2 separate regions of the Sus scrofa genome follow, and region 2 is linked to region 1. A link is a contact called in public HiChIP or PLAC-seq data. All regions are on one chromosome and are shown on one strand. Each heading gives the region's core, a stretch centred on a gene start, on an enhancer-like site or on the middle of the called end of the contact. The rest is flanking DNA. Distances are from core to core; before and after follow the strand shown.

What was found. HiChIP or PLAC-seq counts read pairs in DNA pulled down with a chosen protein or histone mark.
Region 2: a contact with region 1 is called in an H3K27ac HiChIP or PLAC-seq map of alveolar macrophages. The contact joins two enhancer-like sites. A contact is called at or near these places in 1 of 47 Hi-C or Micro-C datasets (skeletal muscle) and 1 of 2 datasets of contacts at active chromatin or transcription factors (alveolar macrophages).

The regions. Positions count from the first base shown.
Region 1 is chr3:33,681,047-33,685,912 of Sscrofa11.1, reverse strand. No RefSeq gene overlaps it. Among named protein-coding and RNA genes, the nearest start is that of C3H16orf72, 28 kb to the right of the region's middle. Within about 2 kb of position 3,397, at least 17 of the 83 cell types and tissues checked have an H3K27ac peak or open chromatin away from gene starts, as enhancers often do. A contact at or near this core is called in alveolar macrophages, where this site is marked.
Region 2 is chr3:33,877,855-33,882,368 of Sscrofa11.1, reverse strand. All of the region lies in intron 1 of PMM2 (phosphomannomutase 2), which reads left to right. Among named protein-coding and RNA genes, the nearest start is that of PMM2, 12 kb to the left of the region's middle. Within about 2 kb of position 2,783, at least 7 of the 83 cell types and tissues checked have an H3K27ac peak or open chromatin away from gene starts, as enhancers often do. A contact at or near this core is called in alveolar macrophages, where this site is marked.

The DNA.
Region 1 (4,866 bases), core at 2,148-4,647:
AAAACCCCAACAGTCCATCAACAAGGAATAGACAAGGAGATAACAGCATTTTTGTGCATCCTAGTTCTGTGCCACCATTAAAGTGAGAGAAGCAGGAGTTCCTGTCATGGTGCAGCAGAAATGAATCTGACTAGGAACCATGAGGTTTTGGGTTCAATCCCTGACCTCGCTCAGTGGGTTAAGGATTTGGCGTTGCCGTGAGCTGTGGTGTAGATCACAGACGCAGCTCAGATCTGGTGTTGCTGTGGCGTAGCCCAGGAGCTGTACCTCCGAATGGACCCCCAGCCTGGGACTCTCCATATGCCGCTGGTGTAGCCCTAAAAAGCAAAAAAGAAAAAAGAAGAAAAAAAGAAAGAAAGTGGGGAGAGAAGCAGATCTTTGTGAACTGACATGGGATGCTCTCTAAAATATATCAAATGCCAAAAAAAAAAAAAAAAAAAAACGAAAGATGCTTAAGAATATATGAGAGGGGAGTTCCCGTCGTGGCACAGCAGAAACGAATCCTACTAGGAACCATTAGGTTGTGGGTTTGATCCCTGGCCCTGCTCAGTGGGTTAAGGATCCAGCGTTGCCATGAGCTATGGTGTCGGTCACAGATGCGGCTTGGATTCAATGTTGCTGTTGCTGTGGCGTATGCCAACAGCTACAGCTCTGATTCGACCCCTAGCCTGGCAACCTCCACATGCCACAGGTGCAGCCCTAGAAAGCAAAAAAGAAAAGAAAATATATGAGAGGAATTCCCATTGTGGCACAGCAAAAAGGAATCCGACTAGTATCCATGGGAATGCGGGTTTGATCCCCAGCCTTGCTCTGTGGGTCAGAGATCTGGTGTTGCTGTGAGCTGTGGTGTAGGTTGCAGATGTGGCTCAATTCCCGAGTTGCTGTGGCTGTGGCATAGGCCAGCAACTGTAGCTCTGATTTGACCCCTAGCCTGGGAATTTCCACATGCTGCAGGTATGGCCCTAAAAAGCAAAAAGCAAAAAAAAAAAAAAAAAAGAGGAAAAAAAGAAAATATATGAGAGACAGTAGAATGCAATGGTTATGTGTACATACTCTGGGGCCAGGCTGCCTGGGTTTGAATCCCAGGTCTTCCTCTCTGACGCTGGGTAATTTTGGGGAAGTTACTTCACCTCTCCGGGCCTGAGTTTCCCCTCAGGAAATGAGCGATAATAGTAGAATTTGCTTCAGGTGGCTGTTGTGAAGATTAAATATACATATTTTTTCTTTTTTAATGATTTTTGTTTTTCCATTACAGTTGGTAAGATTAAATATATTAATCTTTGGCAATAGCTTGCAGCAGGGGTTGACGTGTGCTAAGTGCCCAGCTACTGTTATCAGTTAGCCCTGTGCACACAGCTACATAAATGCAAAGAAAAGAGACTGTGAGGCTGTGCTCCAAACTGTTGATAGTGGAAGCTGGTGAAGTGGGACTTCGGCATTTGCTCCCCATAGGTCTGGATTGTTAGAATCTTTCGCAACAAAAATATACTCATGGATTACTAAGGTAATATCATCCATGTTAAAAAACCTAGTCCATTTTTTCTTTTCCCCTTCCTTCCTTCCTTCCTTTCTTTTTTGCTCTTTAGGGATGCACCCATGGCATATAGAAGTTCCCAGGCTAGTGTCAAATCAGAGTCACAGCTGCCAGCCTACACCACAGCCACAGCGACGTGGGATCCAAGAAGTGTCTGCAAACTACACCACAGCTCATGGCAATGTTGGATCTTAACCCACTGAGTGAGGCCAGGGATTGAACCCGCATCCTCATGTGTACTGGTCAGAGTCATTTCTGTTGCACCACAATGGGAACTCCCTAGAGTGATGGTTTCAATATCGCCCATCCTCAAATGCCTGACCACAGTGTTGAACGTTCTTCCTTTTGTGGACTGTTCTCATTCTGTGTGATATTGTTTTCTCATTCTGTGGGGGACAGGGCAGGATTTAGCAGAATCCAACCCCTACTCCAGTGCAGCTGGAGAAGGGGAAGCTGAGGTTAAGCCATCTGTCCAGCCTCCGTCTCTGACTCACCGGTCAGCCTGGGGCCCACACCCACAACCTTGTTTACCTCCAACCCCACCTCATTCTCTTCCCTGCCTTAGGGTTCAGTTCTCAGCACTTTTCCTCCTTGACGCTATGCAAAGGGCTCCCACTCAGAAAGTCCTGTTCTGGAGCCCCCTGTTGGCTCAGGGAGTTAAGGACCCGGCGTTATCACTGCTGTGGCTTCAGTTGCTGCTGGGGTGTGGGTTCGATCCCTGGATCCAGAATTTCTGCATGTTCTGGGCGTGGCAAAAAAAAAAAAAAGTCTTATTCTATCCTCTTGCAAACACATAGAAGCAAATAACATTATTATCTAGTTTTCCAGATGAGGAACTTGACAAACAGAGGGGTCAAAGAGTGAGCCCAAGGTCACACAACTAATAAATGGCAGAGCTGGGCTTCAAACCCATTTCTTTCTGATGTTAAGGCTTGTTTTCCTTTCTTTCTTTTCTTTTTTGTCTTTTTGCCATTTCTTGGGCCGCTCCTGCAGCATATGGAGATTCCCAGGCTAGGGGTTGAATCGGAGCCGCAACTACCGGCCTGCGCCAGAGCCACAGCAACAGGGGATATGAGCTGCATCTGCAACCTACACCACAGCTCACGGCAACGCCGGATCCTCAACCCACTGAGCAAGGCCAGGGATCGAACCTGCAACCTTATGGTTCTTAGTCGGATTCTTTAACCACTGCGCCACGACAGGAACTCCTTGTTTTCTTTTTTAAACATTAGATTGAGTGAGTGTTTTGTTTTTTGTTTTGCTTTTAGGGCTGCACCCACAGCATATGGAAGTTCCCAGGCTATGAGTCAAATCGGAGCTACAGTGGCCTGCCTACACCACAGCCACAGCAACGCCATATCTAAGCTGCATCTGCAACCTACACCACAGCTCATGGCAACGCCAGATCCTTAATCCAGTGATCGAGGCCAGGGATTGAACCTGCATCCTCAATGAACCTAGTTGGGTTCGTTACCGCTGAGCCATGATGGGAACTCCTAAGTGAGTGCTTTAAGTAAGTCAGCTGTGCCAGGGGTTAGAGCTGGTGCCATCCATCCAGGAAAACCCTGCAGCAGGAATGGCTTCAAGGTCTCATCACTGCCAGCGTTCAGACCTTGCCGTGGCCGTACAGTGACAGCTGGCCTGGGCCCACATCTGTGGTTTCATCTGGGTCAGATGGTCCCAGCCAAAAGGGCAGAGGCCAGACAAGAAAGGAGGCCCAGGCTATGTTGAGTCCCTGGCTTCCTCCCCACCAAGAGCTGGGGAGGCCAAGAACTGGAGGCATGAACGAGTCAGCACAGAGGGAGGCAGAAACGGTGACTCAACTCTGGGTCATGATTCGGCTCTTCTTTGCCTAAGGGATGAGTCATCACCTTGACGCCTCTAGTTTTCAGACATCTAACTCATCCCAGCAGGGCACAGGAAAGCTCCCTGCCCTGCCACATGGGCTGTGCCCCCAGGTGGCCTTAAGTTCAAATTCAGGCTCTGCTGTTTACTAGTCATGGGACTTTGACAAATCATGAGCCTGCATCACCCCATCTGTAAACTGGAGATGCTAATTCCTGTTGTGCTGAGTGCCTTCATGTAATGAGCATTTATTGAGCACCTACTATGTGCCAGGCATAGGGGATATGGCAATAAATAAAACACACTTCCTGCCCCGTGAAGCTTACATCCTAGTGAGAAAAAAAAACAATGAGAAAATAGGTATATATCATGTAATATCAGTTGGTGATAAGAAAGGGGAAGAAAAATTAAATAGGGGAGGCAAGAGAGGGTTAAGAGGGCTCATGGAGACGGTTCCTATAGAGGGTCCTACACACAGCCTGCACATAGTAGGGCCTCAGTAAAGAAACATGAATTCCCCTGCTTGCAATTTTAGGAAGGAAGGACCACATGGTTTTCAGGGCTGAAGAGGCTTCCTCTCCCTGAAGGTAATGCCCTGAAACGATTCCCACACAAGGTCCTGAAACAGGCTGAGGATTTCCAGCCCTGGGGCAGGGGAGGAGAAGGCTGCTCAGTGAGTGTGTGTATGTGTGCATGTGTGTGTGTGTGTGTGTGTGTGTTTAATATGTTTATTAAATTGAGGTGAAGTTCATACAACATAAAATTAACACAATCATTTTACTTATTCTATTTTACTTTTTTTGGTCATGCCCGTGGCATGTGGAAGTTCTCAGGCCAGGGATCGAACCCTTGCCACAGCAGTGACCCAAGCCACTGCAGTGACAATACCAGATCCTTAGCCCATGGCATCACAAGAGAATTTCCAACATGAACTGTTTTTTGTTTTTGTTTTTGCTTTTTAGGGCCGCACCTGCAGCATATGGAGGTTCGCAGACTAGGGGTCTATGCCATAGCCACAGCCACGCCAGATTTGAGCCGCATCTGCGACCTACACCACAGCTCACGGCAATGCCGGATGCTTAACCCACTGAGTGAGGCCAGGGATCGAACCTGCAACCTCATGGTTCCTAGTCGGAATTACTTCTGCTACCTTAAGACGGGAACTCCGAACATGAACCATTTCTAAATGAACAATTTGGTGACTTTTAGTACATTCAAAATGTTGTGCAACGTCGCCTCTGTTGAGTTCCAAGCCATTCTTCAGCACCGCAAAGAAACCCTGCACCCACTAAGCACTCACTCCCCACTCTTCCTCCTCCCAAATTCCTGAAAACCACTAGTCTGCCTTCTGTCTCTGTGGACGTACCTCCTCGGGCTATTTCCTACAAATGGAAGCATACTACGTGTGGCCTTTTGGGTCCGGCTGCTTTCACTTAGTGTACTGTTTTTGAGGTTTGTCCACACCGTGGCATGCATTAGAACTCCAT
Region 2 (4,514 bases), core at 1,534-4,033, 200 kb before region 1:
TTGGGGTTCCCTTGTATGTTATTTGTTGCTTTTCGATATTTTATGTCTTTTTTTTTTTTTTGCTTTTTAGGGCTGCCCCTGTGGCATATGGAAGTTCCCAGGCTAGGGGTCAAATTGAAGCTATAGCTACCAGCCTACACCACAGCCACAGCAGTGCAGGATCCAAGCCATATCTGTGACCTACACCACAGCTCACAGCAACACTGGATCCCCAACCCACTGAGCAAGGCCAGGGATCCAACCCACAGCCTCATGAATCCTACTTGGGTTCATTAACCACTGAACCATGACAGGAACTCCCATTCTTTTTTCTTTATTCTGTTCTGCGTCAATAATTTCCACCTCGCTTATTCACTTTTTTGCCTCCTGTATTCTGCTACTGGTTCCTCCTCATGAAATTTTTTCATTGCAATTATTGTATTGTTCACCTCTGCTTGTTTATTCTTTTTTTGTTTTTTTTAACAAGAATTGCAACATTCATTTCAGGTTCTCTCTTGGGTTTTTTGTTTTGTTTTGGATTTTTTTTTTCTTTCTTTTTTGCACACAGGCAGTATGTGGGAATTCCTGGGCCAAGGACTGAACCTATGCCACACAGCAGAAACCAGAGCCACAGCGGTGAGAATGCAGGAGCCTCAACCTGCTAGGCCATCAGAGAACTCCCTGCTTGTTTACTCTCTTTTTTTTTTTTTTTTTTGCCTTTTCTGGGGCCGCACCCACGGCATATGGAGGTTCCCAGGCTAGGGGTCTAATTGGAGCTGTAGCTGCCGGCCTACACCACAGCCACAGCAATGTGGGATCCGAGCCGCATCTGCAACCTACACCACAGCCCATGGCAACGCCAGATCCTTCACCCACTGAGCAAGGCCAGGGATTGAACCCGCAACTTCATGGTTCCTAGTCAGATTTGTTAACCACTGAGCCATGACGGGAACTCCTTGTTTATTCTTTAAAGTCTTCTCTTTGTTAAACATTTCTTGTAATTTATTGATCTTTGCCTCCAGTTTTTTTTTTTCCCCCCAAGATCTTGGATCATCTTTACTAGTATCATCCTAAAGTCTTTCACCCATAGATTGCTTATCTCCATTTCTTTTAGCGGTTTTCCTGGGGTTTTGTCCTCTTCCCTCATCTGGCTCATATTTCTCTGCCTTTTCCTTTTGTATAGCTTTATGTGTGCTCTCCTTTTTGCAGGCTACAAGGTTGGAGCCTCTCTTGCTTCTCGTGTCTGCCCCCATGTGAGTGAAGTTGGTACAGGGGTTGGTTGCAGGCTTCCTGATGGGACAGGCTGGTACCTGCCCACTAGTGGGTGGAACTGAGTCTGGTCCTTGTGCTGGGTAGGGCTTTGTCTCTGGGTGTGATTAGAGGTGGCTGGGTGCCTGGGAGGACTTTAGGCAGCCCGTTTGTTGGTGGATGGGGCTGTGTTCCCACCCTGTCGTTTGGCTTGGGGTTTCTCAGCCCTGATGGGTGGGGCCATATTTTTCCAAAAAATATGGCAGCTTCCAGGGGAGCTCACCCCAATGATTACTCCCTGGGACCCCCACCTCCAGTGTCCTGCCACAGTCGCCCCCTCTTTTCCCAGGAGACCCATCAAGGCTCGCAAGTAGGTCTGACCCAGATTCTTATGGAGTCCCTGCTCTGCCCTGGGACCCAGTGCACACAGAACCCCATGTTCGCCCTCCAGGAGTAGGGTCTCTGTTTGTCCCAGTCCTCTGGAGCTCCTGCGCCCAAGCCCTGCTGGTCTTCAGTGTCACATGTTCCGGGGCTCCTCCCAATACCAAACCCCCAGGCTGGGTCACCTGATGTGGGGTTCAGAACTGTCACTCCTGAAGGAGAGTCTCTGGAATATGATTACTTTCCAGTCTGCGGGCTGCCCACCCAGCGGGTATGGGGTTGCTTCTGTTGTGTAATTCCCCCCCCCCACTTGTTCTGGCTTCCTCTTTGTCTTTAGGTGTGGGATATCTTTTTTGGTAGCTTCCAATCTATTTTGTTTTTTCTTTGTCTTTTTTTGTTGTTGCTGTTGTTGTTTGTCTTTATAGGGCCGCACCTGCAGCGTATGAAGTTCCCAGGCTAGGGGTCAAAGCAGAGCTGCAGCTGCCAGCCTACACCACAGCCACATGGGATCCGAGCCACATCTGCGACCTACACCACAGCTCATGGCAACATCAGATCCTTAACCCACTGAGCGAGGCCAGGGGTCAAACCCGCATCCTCATGGATACTAGTCAGGTTCATTACCCCTGAGCCCCAACAGGAATTCCCTGTCTATTTTGTTGATGATTGCTCAGAGGCAGTTGTCATTTTGGTGTTTTCATGAGAGGAGGTGAGCTCGAGTCCCTCCAACCCACCATCTTGAGGCTTAAATCTATTTAGAAACATCACAGTAATTTTGCTGTGTGGTTATTTTGCTCCAGATCTCTCTCCTGAAGTAGGGGGTAGTTTAGATGCTCCTCTGTGGTCACAAGGAGCCAGCTCTAATTTCTTGTCAAAAGACATGTGCTGCCACTTGGAGCTGAAAAGGTGCCTCTAACAGCCCATGCATAGTGCAGGCACATCATACCAGCTGCCTCATCCGTGGGCACAGGGGTCAAGATAGAGTAAATTGTGCCCTTAGGCTTCGGTTTGAGGGCGGAAGTGTTTCATTCGCCGTTACTATTGCATTTTTAATATTTTGCAATCACAAGAGTCTCCCCCACTTCCTCCCCTTTTGACGTCAGGTCTGAGTTAAGCACCCGGGGGGGACTCTGGGACTCATCTTCCCAGTTGTTGACTCAGAGGCCACTGCATTGTGTCTCTAGGTCAGGATTGCACCCGAAGTTGTGGGAGAGACGGACTGCACTCTCCTCTGAACCCTCCTGTACAGTGTCTCTTCTTACTCATGTCTGTGGTAGTTTTCCATACATATTTTTTAAAGAAGAGGAGAGAGTTGAACTCTAGATGTTTTTATACTGAGGTTGAAGGGGTTTTTTGTTTTTAACTTCTGGTAACTTTATTTGTGAGTCTTTTTCCATGTTAAGTGTACAACTAAGACTGCTAGGAGTTCCCATCATGGTGCAGTGGAATCGAATCCGACAAGGAACCATGAGGTTGTGGGTTCGATCCCTGGCCTTGCTTAGTGGGCTAAGGATCTGGTGTTGCCGCGAGCTACGGTGCAGGTTGCAGATATGGCTTGAATCTGACGTTGCTGTGGCTGCGACGTAGGCCAGCAGCTGGAGCTCCAATTAGACCCCTAGCCTGGGAACCTCCATATGCCACGGGTACGGCTCTAGAAAGCAAAAAAAAAAAAAAGTGGAGCTCTTGCTGGGGTTCAGCGGGATTGGTGGCATCTTGAGAGCTGCTGTGACGTGGAGTTCAGTCCCCAGCTCAGCACAGTGAGTTAGGGATCCAGCATTGCCGAAGCTGTGGCTTAGGTCATGATGGTGGCTTTGATCAGATCTCGGGCCTGGGAGCTCCGTATGCCCTGAAGGAGCCAAAAAAAATGTCCCCCCCAAAAAAGAGAGATTGCTAAAAATAAATAAAACCTTTAAAAATTCATTGTGATTGTCCTAATACAGGGATATCCCTTTTCATCTAAGTTTAAAATTTCTTTTGAACTAGCACACAGTTTGGAATTTAGCAGGAAATTGTACCACTGAGACCACTGTTTATAGATCTTATCTTTCAGGAGAGACTCAGAAATCTAGTGATCTTACTCTGATGCGTTTCATTTATATAATTATAATCAACTCTGAACTTCCTCTTTAATCTCATTTTGTTGTTTTAAAATCAACAACTGGGAGTTCCCGTTGTGGCTCAGTGGTTAGTGAATCTGACTAGGAACCATGAGGTTACGAGCTCGATCCCTGGGCTCGCTCAGTGGGTTAAGGATCCAGCATTGCCGTGAGCTGTGGTGTAGGTTGCAGACGTGGCTCAGATCTGGCGTGGCCGATGGCTACAGCTCTGATTGGACTCCTCGCCTGGGAACCCTCATATGCCGCAGGTGCGGTCCTGGAAAAGACAAAAATAAGTAAGTAAGTAAATAAACAAATAAATCAACTAAATAAATAGAGTACAGTGTAGCGTTCAGCAGGAATAGGCTAGGTCTATATGCATTATGGAAAATCAGCACAACGTAGTGCTGAGAAAACAGACTATTGCACAAGGTGTAGAGTGACTTATGTTTCAAAAACTAGGGCCTGTTTGTATAAATGCACAGAAAAAGAGCTGGAGAAATGTATTACCTGTGTGGAGATTTTTTTCTTTCTTTTTTTTTTTTTTTTTTTTTAGGGCTGCACCTGTGGCATATGGAAGATCCCCGGACCTAGGGGTCAGTTTGGAGCTGCAGCTCCCAGCCTACGCCACAGCCACGGCAACACCGCTCCTAACCCACTGAGCAAGGCCAGGGATCGAACCCAGATCCTCATGGACACTATGTCAGGTTCTTAACCCTCTGAGCCACCATGGGAACTCCTACTTATGTGTGTTAAACAAGGTAAAAATAAGTAAAACTTAACAGATTTTTTTCTGATAAGACAGTGGAT